2 separate regions of the Hordeum vulgare genome follow, and region 2 is linked to region 1. A link is a contact called in public Hi-C data. All regions are on one chromosome and are shown on one strand. Each heading gives the region's core, a stretch centred on a gene start, on an enhancer-like site or on the middle of the called end of the contact. The rest is flanking DNA. Distances are from core to core; before and after follow the strand shown.

Region 1 (5,763 bases), core at 2,373-4,872:
GAATCAACCTAATATGATGAACATGACTAGACAAAAAAATTCATGTGTCCTCGGGAACGCTTGCTTTATATACGAGAACTTTCAGGCGTGTCCTTTGCTATAAAAAGGATTTGGCTACCTTGCTTAACCTTTGTTACTATAATTACTTATCACTTGTTATGAATTATCTTGCCACAAAACTATTTATCACTGTACTACAACACTTGTAGAGAATCCCTTGCTGATAACTATGTATCATTTCCTTCTGATCCTCGTTAGGTTCGACACTTTTACTTATTAAAAAGACTATGATTGATCCCCTATACTTGTGGCTCATCATAGGCCATGGCCAAGTTCGTGTTAGATACATAGGTCACGACCAACTTGAGGGCATGTTTGTTTAATCCCTTCCCCAAGGGGATTTAAGATGTTTGGAGGGATTGGGGAGGAATTTGACTTACATGATTTAATCCCTTATAATCCCTCTTAATCTCCCTCTACCCGTGTGCAACCGAACTTCCACACGTATTTGTTTCCTATGTTTTTACCTGTTTTTCTCCATTTCTTTTTCTATTTTACTAGTTTATGTATTCCATTTTTCTTTTTCGTTTTGCTCTGTGTTTTGGGTTTTCTTATACATTTTTCTTATTCGTCAAGATCATTTTGTAATACAAGTTTAACATTTTACAAGTACAAGTTTAGAATTTTTTTTAAACATGATCAAAAAAGATATTAGACACATTTTTCCAATACAATATTCAAAATAATTCAATACAGCGTCAAAATTGTTTTTATATACATTTGACATTTGAAGATTAGTATTTTTCATATACTAGATTAATACTTCCTCTATAACTAAATAATTATGGTTAGGAAGAACTAGACTATTTTTCTCCGACTACAATTATTTAGGTAGAGAGGGGGTAATTTTTAGATACATGGTAAACATTTTCTGAATGCTCGTATAACATTTTCGAAATGTGTGATTAACAATTTTTATCTGCAATATTAATATTTTTGCATGCATGGTAAACATTTTTTTTAAAAACATTTAGAATTTTTCAAATGATTGATTAACATTTTTCAAATGATTGATTAACATTTTTCAAATAAATGTTCGGTTTCGTTTTTCAAATCCTTGATTAACAATGTGTTATACATGACAAAAAATTTAATTATTTCTATAATACATGATCAACAATTTTTTTGTACACGTTGAACATTTTCAAATACTTCTTCAACATTATTCAAATGTTTATGTCGTATATATTTTAAATTATTTGAAAACAGAAAATAGGGACAATAAAGCAAAAAATAAAAAATAAAGCATAAACATATATGAAAAAGGAGGTCGTTTCCTTCCGCGAGTCGGAAGCCAGACTCGGTAAAGGGGACATATAGGGGAGCCCCTAGCAGCCTGCGCGTGTTCTTCGCAGGAGCTAGTGCAGCCCAGTTTTAAGAAGCTTCGCAGTTCGGTTTTATTTCGGTTCTTCATTTGGTTTTTTCTTCCAGGTTTTTCCTTTATTATTATTATTGTTTATTTATATTTTTTGGTTTGATATTTTTTTAACATCTCAAAAAGGTGTGATTTGTTTCCAAAATGTATGAACTTTTCCAAATCCTTGAACATTTTCTGAAATTTATTAACTTTTTGAATTTGCGTAACAATCCATATCAATGATATTTTTCAAATGACAGATTTTTTTTTTCAAATTTTGTGATCCTTTTTCAATTTCGAGAACATTACACAAATTCTTAAAGTCATGTTTTTTCAAGCGCATGATTTTTTTTGCAAATTCAAGAATTCATGATCTTTTTCAAATGCGTTTACCTTGTTCAAATTCTTGATTTTTTTCGAATTTGTGATATGTTTTCAAATGTGCGAACCAATTTCATATTTATGAAGTTTTTTTTCAAATTAATGATAAATTTTCAAATGCATGTTTTCTCTTTTTTTAGATATTTCAAAAACTTGTGACTTATGCAAATTAGTGAAGTTTTTCAAATTCATAAATTGGTTTTCGTATTCTTGAACTTTTTCAAATTTCGTAATTACTCCTCAAGTTCTCTCATTTTTCAAATTCATGAATTGGGGAACTTTTTTCAAGTGCATGAATTTTTGTCAAATTTGTGAATTTAGGATCATTTTTCAAATGTGTGAACATTTTTCAAATTTTGTGATCCTTTTTTAAATTGGTAAACTTGTTCCAAATCCATGAATTCGCAATTCTTTCTTAAATGCTTGTTTTCGTTTCTTTATAAACATTTCAAATATGCATGACTTTGTTTCCAAAAATGCGTGATGTCTTTTCTATCTCGCATATATTTGGTAAAATTTATGAACTAATTTCGAATGCACTAACATTCTTTAATTTTTAATGCTAGTTTTTTCAAATTCACGTTTTTTGTTTCAAATTTGCGAATTTTCCTAAATTCATAAATTTCTGAACCTTTTAGGATGCACAATGTTTTTCAAATTCATGAACATTTTCAAACTCATGAGCATTTTGAAACGCACGAACTTTCAAATCTGTGGATAATTTTTAAATTTGTGTTCGTTTTTTGAATTCGTGAGCTTTTTCCGAACTCATGAATTTGTGACTTTGTAAAATTCATGTTTTTTAAAATGCTCTATTCTTGTTTTTTCTTAATTTGTAATATTCTTTTTCGAAAGTCTCGAACTCTTTCAAGTTATCATAAAAAACCAAGATTTTTTGTGAGGTAAAGGCACAGGGAGTAGATAAACTTGCAAACGTCACTCCACCACCCGCGAACTTGGGGAAAATCCTATTTGCCGTTATATGCGAAGTGGTGTCGAGGCTTTGCAGGTGGACGAGTGATTGGGGGATTGGCTGTCCCAGGTAGCGAGGGAGCCTTGCCCGGTTTTGGGAACCTTATAGAGTTTCAACCGTTTTTTCCGGTTTTGGAAAACTTCTAGAAGGTTCCCTGAACCATTTTTTTTTCATTTTTCTGTTTCTGTTTTTGTTTCTTTTTTTTTTTCTATTTCTGCTTCCAAAAAATTCTGAATTTTTAAAAAATGTTCTGGAATTTGAAAAAAATGTTTCGGAATTTGGAAAAATATTCCGGAATTTGAAAAAGTGTTCAGGATTTTCAAAAAATGTGCCGGAATTTGTAAAAATGTTCTGGATTGTTAAAAAATGTTTTGGGATTTGAAAAAATGATCCAAAATTTGAAACAATGTTTCCGAATTGAAAAAATTGTTCAAGATTTTGAAAAAATGTTCTGGATTTTGAATGTTTTTTCCGGAATTTGAAAAAAATGTTACGGAATTTAGAAAATGTTCCGGAAATTAAAACTGGTCAAGATTTAGAAAAAATGTTCCAGAATTTGTTAAAATTTTGCGCATTTTGAAAAAATATTTCGGAATTTAAGAAAATTTCCGGAATTTAAAATTTGTTCCAAATTCAAAAAAATATTCTGGAGTTTAATAAATTGTTATTCAATTTCGAAAAATGTTTTTTGCTTTTAGAAAATTGTTCTGCATTTTCAGAAAACAATTCTTGAGTTTCAGAAAAGAAACAGAAAAGGGAAAAAACTATAGTCGTTGTTCACCTACTGGGCCGGCCTATTCGGGGGTCGCCCTGTGCGAAGCCCGGATGGGTTGCCGCACAGAGCGACGAATAGGAGGTCCCCGAACTTGCAGCAGAAAAAACCAGCGAAAAAAAAAATAGCATGGGAACGAACAGGAGGTAGTACCTCGATCTTTTCTGTTGGGAAATTATTCTGGACCGTAGTGTTTGAGCCCTGCCTTTTCCTCTTGTGGGCTTTCAAAAAGACTTTACACGTGAATATTTGTGGCACTGAAAAAAGGGAAAAGATCTGTCAAAGAAAAAGGGGAGGAAAATCTTGGCGAATTTGCCCTTCTTTAGGGAGCATGAAGAATTTTTCTTTATTCCCAGAAGAAGCAAAACTGAAAGAAAAGAAAGCACTCGTCGACCATCTTTATTCTGGCGAGTGGTCTAGAAATGAAAAAGGTGATACTTGGTTTAAAATAACATGGAAAGTTGATAGCATGTCTGGAGCAATGGCAACGATTCTCTGCATTAGATAATGCTCCCCTTGTCTAATAATACACCACTATATTATGAAACGGTTGTAATATAATTGAAAAAATAGACTTGTCCTCAAAATATCCTTGGATAAATATAAACAAACAATTTTTTTTCTTCAGTGCAAACCGTTTTATGATCTCACATTATAAACACACACGCAAAATACATCTTTTTGTTGCAAAAGGAGTTGCTTCTTTTGATTTTCTTGTGACGCATGTGGCCAGTCTCCAAACTACTATCTTTCTTTAGTCCAAAATAGTATTTTGGCATAATTGTTTCTGTTACACCACGAGTCGCCGTGACACAAAAACACACGCAGAAAATCTTTTAATTTGTTGCAAATAGAGTTGCTTCTCTTGTGCTGCATCTGTCCAATCTCCAAACCATTATCTTTCTTCAGACCAAAATCGTATTTTTGGCACCAATTGTTTCTGTTACAGTACGAGCCATCGTGACATATAAACACACGCAAAAAGCATCTTTTTGTTGCAAAAAAAGGGGGTTGCTTCTCTTGATTTTTTTTCTTGTGCCGCATGTGTCCAAGCTCCAAACCAATTCGGTTTAGTTGATTAAGCTTTCATTTTCACCATCCATGTGAGCGGCAGATGAGTCCACGGATGGCAGAAAGCAAGCAGGTGTAAGCATCACGCGCCCATCTTTTATTCTTGGCCCAGTCTGAATGAGATCGCCCATGTGAACAAGATTCTCCCAAAACATTTCTCTCCACACAAGTGTTGTTCTCTGCATCTAGGTTACTGTTCCACGATGGACCATTCGTTTCCTCTTATTTGTTTGGACGAATCTTTTTCTCTTATTTTTGCTAACAATGCTTTCAGAAAGAATTCAGTACCAAATGCGCTAAATGGTGTATGCATAATGACGTTATGATAGTAATGTAGACGGGTAGCAGAATCTTCAAGTTTGGTCATCATTTACTTCAGGATTTCCGGCGATACACTTTTAGTGGGAGGAGACTTTCCCGTCGACGACGAGGCGTCTACGGTGACTTCGTAAATCTCAAGATGACATGTCAGCTCAGTGTCTCGAAGGTGCTCATATGGGTAGGGTGTGCCTGTGTACGTTCACATGAATGAGTGTATGTACGTGTATATAATCACTTGCGTCTGTACTGTGTTCAAAAAAAAAGTCGGGTCCTCGTTCCATGGACTTCCACAAAGTCACTCCAAGTTATGTCATACATGAGCAGACATTGTTTTTGAAGGCCGAGCTTCATGGATGCCTTTAAATTTTATGAAAATTCGTATTTCAACATTTCAAACAATTCTGAAAAAAATACATAGATAGATGAAGGTATAATACATAAGTGTTTAAATTTTCAGAATTAAATACATTGAAATGAGGGCTATGCAAAAAAGACAAATTTGAAGCTTTTCAACATATGTCACTATTCATCTTTTCAGACTATGAATTTGTTGGGTAACGTTGCACGGGAAACAAAATTTTTCCTACGCACACGCAATACCTATCCGTGGTGATGATCATCTACGAGAGGGGAGAGTGAATCTATATACCCTTGTAGATCGCTAAGCGGAACCGTATATAACACGGTTGATGTAGTGAAACATCTTCGCGATTCAAATCGCAGCCCGTCCCGTGATCCGTCTCGCGATCCCATCACAATCCATCGCGATCTAGTGCCGAACGGACGGCACCTCCGCATTCAGCACATGTACAGCTCGATGACGATCCC
Region 2 (5,763 bases), core at 1,950-4,449, 480 kb after region 1:
TCTGGTTGATGGAGATGAATGGGGAGGGGGTGGAGGAGGCCGACCCGCGGGTCTCATAAGTGCCAGTGTGGCGTCTAAGGCCTCAGCGTCACACATTACATGTGGGGAGCCTCTCACTTAGACGCCACACTGCTGGGGGTGGGGTCGGCCCGCCACGGGGCGCCAACGTGGCCAGGGTGTGACGCATTTGCCTAAGGCGTCACATAGTGTAGTGTGGTGTGTGGTTGTGAGGCGTCACACAAAAGGATCAGCTGAGTAAAAAAATTGAACGCAGTCGAGTTTGTGAATTTGTTTCGTCCACATGTCAATTTTGTCAATTTTACCCGGTGGCATGAGGGAGGGCCGGTCTGGGCGGGGCTTTTGACCCATGTTCCATCACTTGTAATACAAGTGGGACGTGGTATCGGAGGTGACGAGCGATGTGAATATTTTGTACAAGCAATACATCAACGAGAAGAATTTTATTATCACCGAGCAAGTAAACATTGACATTACATATCCCTAACCCCATCACAACCCTCAATCTTACATACAAAGAACCCTAATCCTAACATACAAACAAGTGCAACAAAAACATCCACATCCGAAAATTTACGAAGAACCAGGGTTTGCTCAAATTTGCAAAAAAGTGAGCAAATGAGATATATTTTTTTGGATGAGAGGGAGGTATCAAGGGAGATTACCTTAAGGGAGGGATTGAGTTCCAAATCCCTCGACCAAACCTTCATATCTGCAAGATTTAGGGAGGGATTTGAGAAAGGGGGAGAGGGGAACTCGAGGGGGGCCTCTCTGTGTGTTCTGGTTGGTGGAAGTGAATGCGGAGGTTGTGGAGGAGCCCGACCCGCGGGTCTCATAAGTGCCAGTGTGGCATCTAAGGCCTCAGCATCACACATTACATGTGTGGCGCCTTTCACTTAGACGCCACACTTCTGGGGGATGGGGTCGTCCCGCCACGGGGCACCAGCATGGCCGGGTTGTGAAGCCTTTTTCTAAGGCGTCACACAGTGTAGTGTGGCGCCTGGCTGTCGGGCATCACACAAAAGGGTCAGCTGAGTTAAAAAATTGAACGCGGTCCAGTTTGTGAATTTGTTTTGTCCACATGTCAATTTTGTCAATTTTACCCGGTGGCGTGAGGGCGGGCCGGCCTGGGCGGGGCTTTTGACCCATGTTCCATCACCTGTAATACAAGTGGGACGTGGTATCGGAGGTGACGAGCGATGTGAGTATTTTGTACAAGCAATACACCAACGAGAAGAATTTGCTTATCGCCGAGCAGGTAAACATTGACATTACATATCCCTAACCCTAACACAACCCTCAATCTTACATACAAAGAACCCTAATCCTAACATACAAACAAGTGCAACAAAAACATCCACATCCAAAAATTCATGAAGAACGAGGGTTTGCTTAAATTTACAAAAAAGTTGAGCAAATGAGATTTTTTTTGGATGAGAGGGGGGATGAGGGGAGATTACCTGAAGGGATGGATTGAGTTCCAAATCCCTCGACCAAGCCTTCAGATCTGCAAGATTTGGGGAGGGATTTGAGAAAGGGAGAGAGGGGGACTCGAGGGGGACCTCTCTATGTGTTCTGGTTGATGGAGGTGAATGGAGTGGGGGTGGGGAAAGCCGGCACGCGGGTCTCATAAGTGCCAGCATGGCGTCTAAGGCCTCAACGTCACACATTACATGTGTGGCGCCTTTCACTTAGACGCCACACTGCTGGGGTGGGGTCGGCCGCCACAAGGCGCGAGCATGGTCAGGGTGTGACGTCTTTACCTAAGGCGTCACACACTGTAGTGTGGTGTCTGACTGTCGGGCGTCACAGACAAAGATCAGCCGAGTAAAAAAATTAAACACAATCTAGTTTATGAATTTGTTTTGTCCACATGTCAATTCTACCGGGTGGCGTGAGGAGGGTCCGGCCCGGGCCGGGCTTTTGACCCATGTTACATCACCTGCTTCATTCAAAAAGTTGAAAACCCCAGCACATGTTTGGTGAAACTTCAGCCTCTCGCGGGCTGCTGATCCGTTCGAACTCAGGCGTGCCTCGAATTCACCGGTGAACAGTAGCACAGTACAGGAGCGGAAATGAAAGCCGCCGATCCGTATGGGACCAGGAACGCTAGACGGTGCTCGAGCGAACTTGAGTGATCTGTCGGGACGGCACACATGGTGGGACTGGGCCCAGTCGAGCCCAGGCCCCTGCCCCTGCCCGTCCGGCTCCAGGTCCAGGCGCCCTCCGCAGGCAGAAGCAGACCGACCACAGGGTGAGCACGTGAGAAAAGGCATGAGATGCTCGCTCGGCCGGCCATGGTCCCCTCCCCTCCCCTCCCCTCCGACGCTGTTAAATTCTCTGCCGATTTGGAGGGATCCCCTGCGGGATGTTTGCTGGTGGATTTATCTCTCTCTCTCTCTTTTTTTCTTTTCTTTTTTGAGGGAATTTATCTCTCTCTCGGGGGATTCAATGCGCGGCTCGGCTCGACGGCCCAGGGCCCTGAGCTTGGATGGTTAAGTTAGTCTGGTCAAATCTGACGATTCAAACAACATTTTGGTTTAGACGCTCACATACACGTATTGATGCGTGTGTACTTGACCCTACCAACGCTACACGCCCACATCGTACCTCTATAAGCATTTTAAAATAGTAAGTCGCTATGATATTTTGAAGTTGATAAAGTCGTAGTAAACGTTTTCCTAGTCATCGTTAAAATAAATCCGGAAAAATGTAGCCATCGATGCAAATTTAGGACTTCAACTCTTGTGAGCTACACTCAATACACAACAACAATTTTGTTTCAAAACAAAACAAACATTGTTACTCACTTCATTCGTTTATACGAGGTCACTTCATGTTTTTATATCTAACTTTGGCCATTAATTTTATCAATAAAAATGAGTTATATGCCATAAAAAGTATGTCATTGGATGAACACTTCAAATAACTTATCGATAATATATTTTTATGGCATATACTCCATATTTTGCTGACAAAAATTATAAGTCAAAGTTTGACATGAAAAACAAAGTGTCCTTGTATAAGAGAATGAGGGGAGTATCTACCTTTGCATAACACCACATATTTCATAAAGCAATGACATTTATTATTCTTTTCACGGTCCACCTGTAATTTCGCTTTGAAGTGCAACCACGCCTTCTACACTTTTTTCTTTGAGAAATAAAAGGGGCCCAAGCCGTCTGCACATGGGTCAGAGTTAATACAATGGGCCTCACACAGACCGGGCCGAAACGTCAAGAGGAGATGTGGACGGAAAATTATATATGCCGAAAATCCTATTTAAAGCTTATTGCATCAAAATATCGGACTTTCGCACAGGCCATCTCTTGAAGCGAGTGAATTGGGCCAGCCCACTCAGGCAGCCGGTTTTGGGAACATTATAGACTTTCTTAGCCGGGTTTTTTCGGTTTTGGAAAGTTTCAAGAAGATTCCTTGAACCGGTTTTTTATTATTATTATTTATTATTTTTGTTTCTTTTTTTCCTGTTTCTGTTTCAAAAAAGTTCTGAATTTGCAAAAAATGTTCAGGAATTTGAAAAAGTGTACCAGAATTTGCAAAAATGTTCTGGAATTTGAAAAATGTTCTGAAATTTAAAAAATATTCCAGAATTTGAAAAAATGTTCTGGAACTTGATAAAATGTTCCAAAATTTTGAATAAATGTTCTGGAATTTGAAGAAATGTTCCGGAATTTTTGTCAAAATGTTTCGGATTTGTGGAAAAATTGTTCCGGAATTTATAAAAATATTCCAGAATTTGGAAAAAATATCAAAACAACTATTAAATTTTTTTGAAACAAAAAAGTAAGTTGGACCGGCCCAGTTGGGGGAGATCCAAAGATGGGCTGGCCCTGTCGGGGGCGCCACCCCTGTGCGGCGCGCGACTCCTTGCCACAATGCGCGGCGAGTAGGAGGTCATATATGCCATCTACGTCAAGTGGGCACTGCTATTCCGCAGTTCTAGCAACACCGAGGAAACCCTCGCCTGAAGGAGGAGTAAGATGACCCTGTCCAGATGCATGGGAGGCCACAACCTCGTTTTCTGCTTTGTACTTTTTCATCTTTTTTATTTGCTGCTTTTCAGTTTTGTTTATGTTTCCAAATATAAAAAATAAATATAATAAATTTAGGAGCAAAATATATTCTACATAGTCTTGTATAAGCGAAATATAGCTCTTGTGACGTCAAGTAGTCGGCGCGTCACACAAACTTGACCAAGCCGGTCGGTCCATTTTATGCTAGGAGAGTTGGACGTTGCTTCCGGTACTGCAAACCTTCTCGAAAGTTTAGTTCTGTTTTTCTTCTTTTTCCTTCTGTCTTAACAGTTTTCTTTTTATTTGTTTCATTTTCGTAATTGTTTTTGTGATAAATATGTTTGGTAATTTTAAGTACTGTTTAAAAAAAATCAAATAACCATTTCCATGTCCAAACTTTATTCAGATAAAATATGTTTGCACATTGAAAAATCTTCAGGAATTTTCGAAAAATATTTATTTTCAAATATTGTTTGGAATTTAATAAAATGTCCCCCTTTTAAAATTTTGTTCACAAATTCAATTTCATCTCAAAAAAATTTTGTGAGTTTTCAAAAATATTTTTCCTTATTAATAATTGTCTATAATTTCAAAAATGTTCCTGCATTCATAATTTTATAAAAAAATTGAGAATACTTATTCTATTTAAAAAAATAAAAATTTATAAAATGTTCCAGTTTTCTGGAAATGATCTCGTTTTAAACAATGTGTGAAGAAATATTAAAAAACTTTTGCATTTCCATAATTCTTTTCACTTGTTACAAAACAGTTCGTAAATTTAAAAATATCTTCATATGAAAAAGTCATACTCAGGGAAAAACATAATGAAAATAAATTTAAAAACCATCCACTACAGTGCACCAGTGGGCAGGCATAGTCGGGCGCTCCCCTGTGCCGGAGGCTGGCAATTCGATGCTTAATGCTAGAGGTTCTATAGGATGCATGCAAACGGCAAACACCCTCGCCTTCGCATAGGTGCGACTCGAACGGGTCGGCTGGCTTGGGATGTAGTAACAATCAACACACTATTGCAAGCTGACACTGTTAGGGCCAATACACTATATGAAAGTAGACACTGTGGTGAAGATGTACAGTCCCCAACCAGCTTTTTGGTTGGTTATTTTGTAACAATTTCTAAAAATGTGAATATTTTTTGAGATGTTGAACATCTTTTGAAGATTTTCAGAAAAGTGTTCAATATGTGTTTGAACAAGTTCAATGTATAATAGACAAACCTTCACGTGGAAAAAGTTTACTGTATATTAAATAAGTATTCAACGTGTTTTCAAAAAATGCTCACAGTATAATTTAAAAAGTTCATCAGATATTCAAACTTGTTCAATATATACAACAGAAATGTTCATCGTATATTAAAAAGGTGTTCATCGTACACACCAAAAAAAGTTCACCATATATTCGGAAAAGGATCACCTTATATTACAAAAAGTACGAAAAATATATGGAAAAATAAATTGAAAAAGGCAAAATATAAAAAGAGAAAAAGAATATTTAAACACCCAAAAATACCAACAAACCCTATCACTCACCTTGCTCCACGATGGCCAAGGCCTAAGCATGGAGACACAACCCTTTCTTAGCCATAGAAATTGACTGATAGTGAACTGTGTGTGGATATAGAACAAATGGATTATTTTTCCTAAAATAAAAGATCCTCTGCTACTTGCCCACCCAAGTACAATATTTACGTCAC

The links. A called contact is a pair of places that touch in the nucleus more often than the background predicts.
Region 2: a Hi-C map of leaf shows a contact between it and region 1, with 4 times the contacts expected there. The contact joins two enhancer-like sites. A contact is called at or near these places in 4 of 6 Hi-C or Micro-C datasets (all in leaf).

Annotation. Positions count from the first base shown.
Region 1 is chr6H:33,936,504-33,942,266 of MorexV3_pseudomolecules_assembly, forward strand. No RefSeq gene overlaps it. Among protein-coding and RNA genes, the nearest start is that of LOC123402652, 53 kb to the left of the region's middle. Within about 2 kb of position 3,623, at least 2 of the 3 cell types and tissues checked have open chromatin away from gene starts, as enhancers often do. A contact at or near this core is called in leaf, where this site is marked.
Region 2 is chr6H:34,416,697-34,422,459 of MorexV3_pseudomolecules_assembly, forward strand. No RefSeq gene overlaps it. Among protein-coding and RNA genes, the nearest start is that of LOC123402403, 100 kb to the right of the region's middle. Within about 2 kb of position 3,200, at least 3 of the 3 cell types and tissues checked have open chromatin away from gene starts, as enhancers often do. A contact at or near this core is called in leaf, where this site is marked.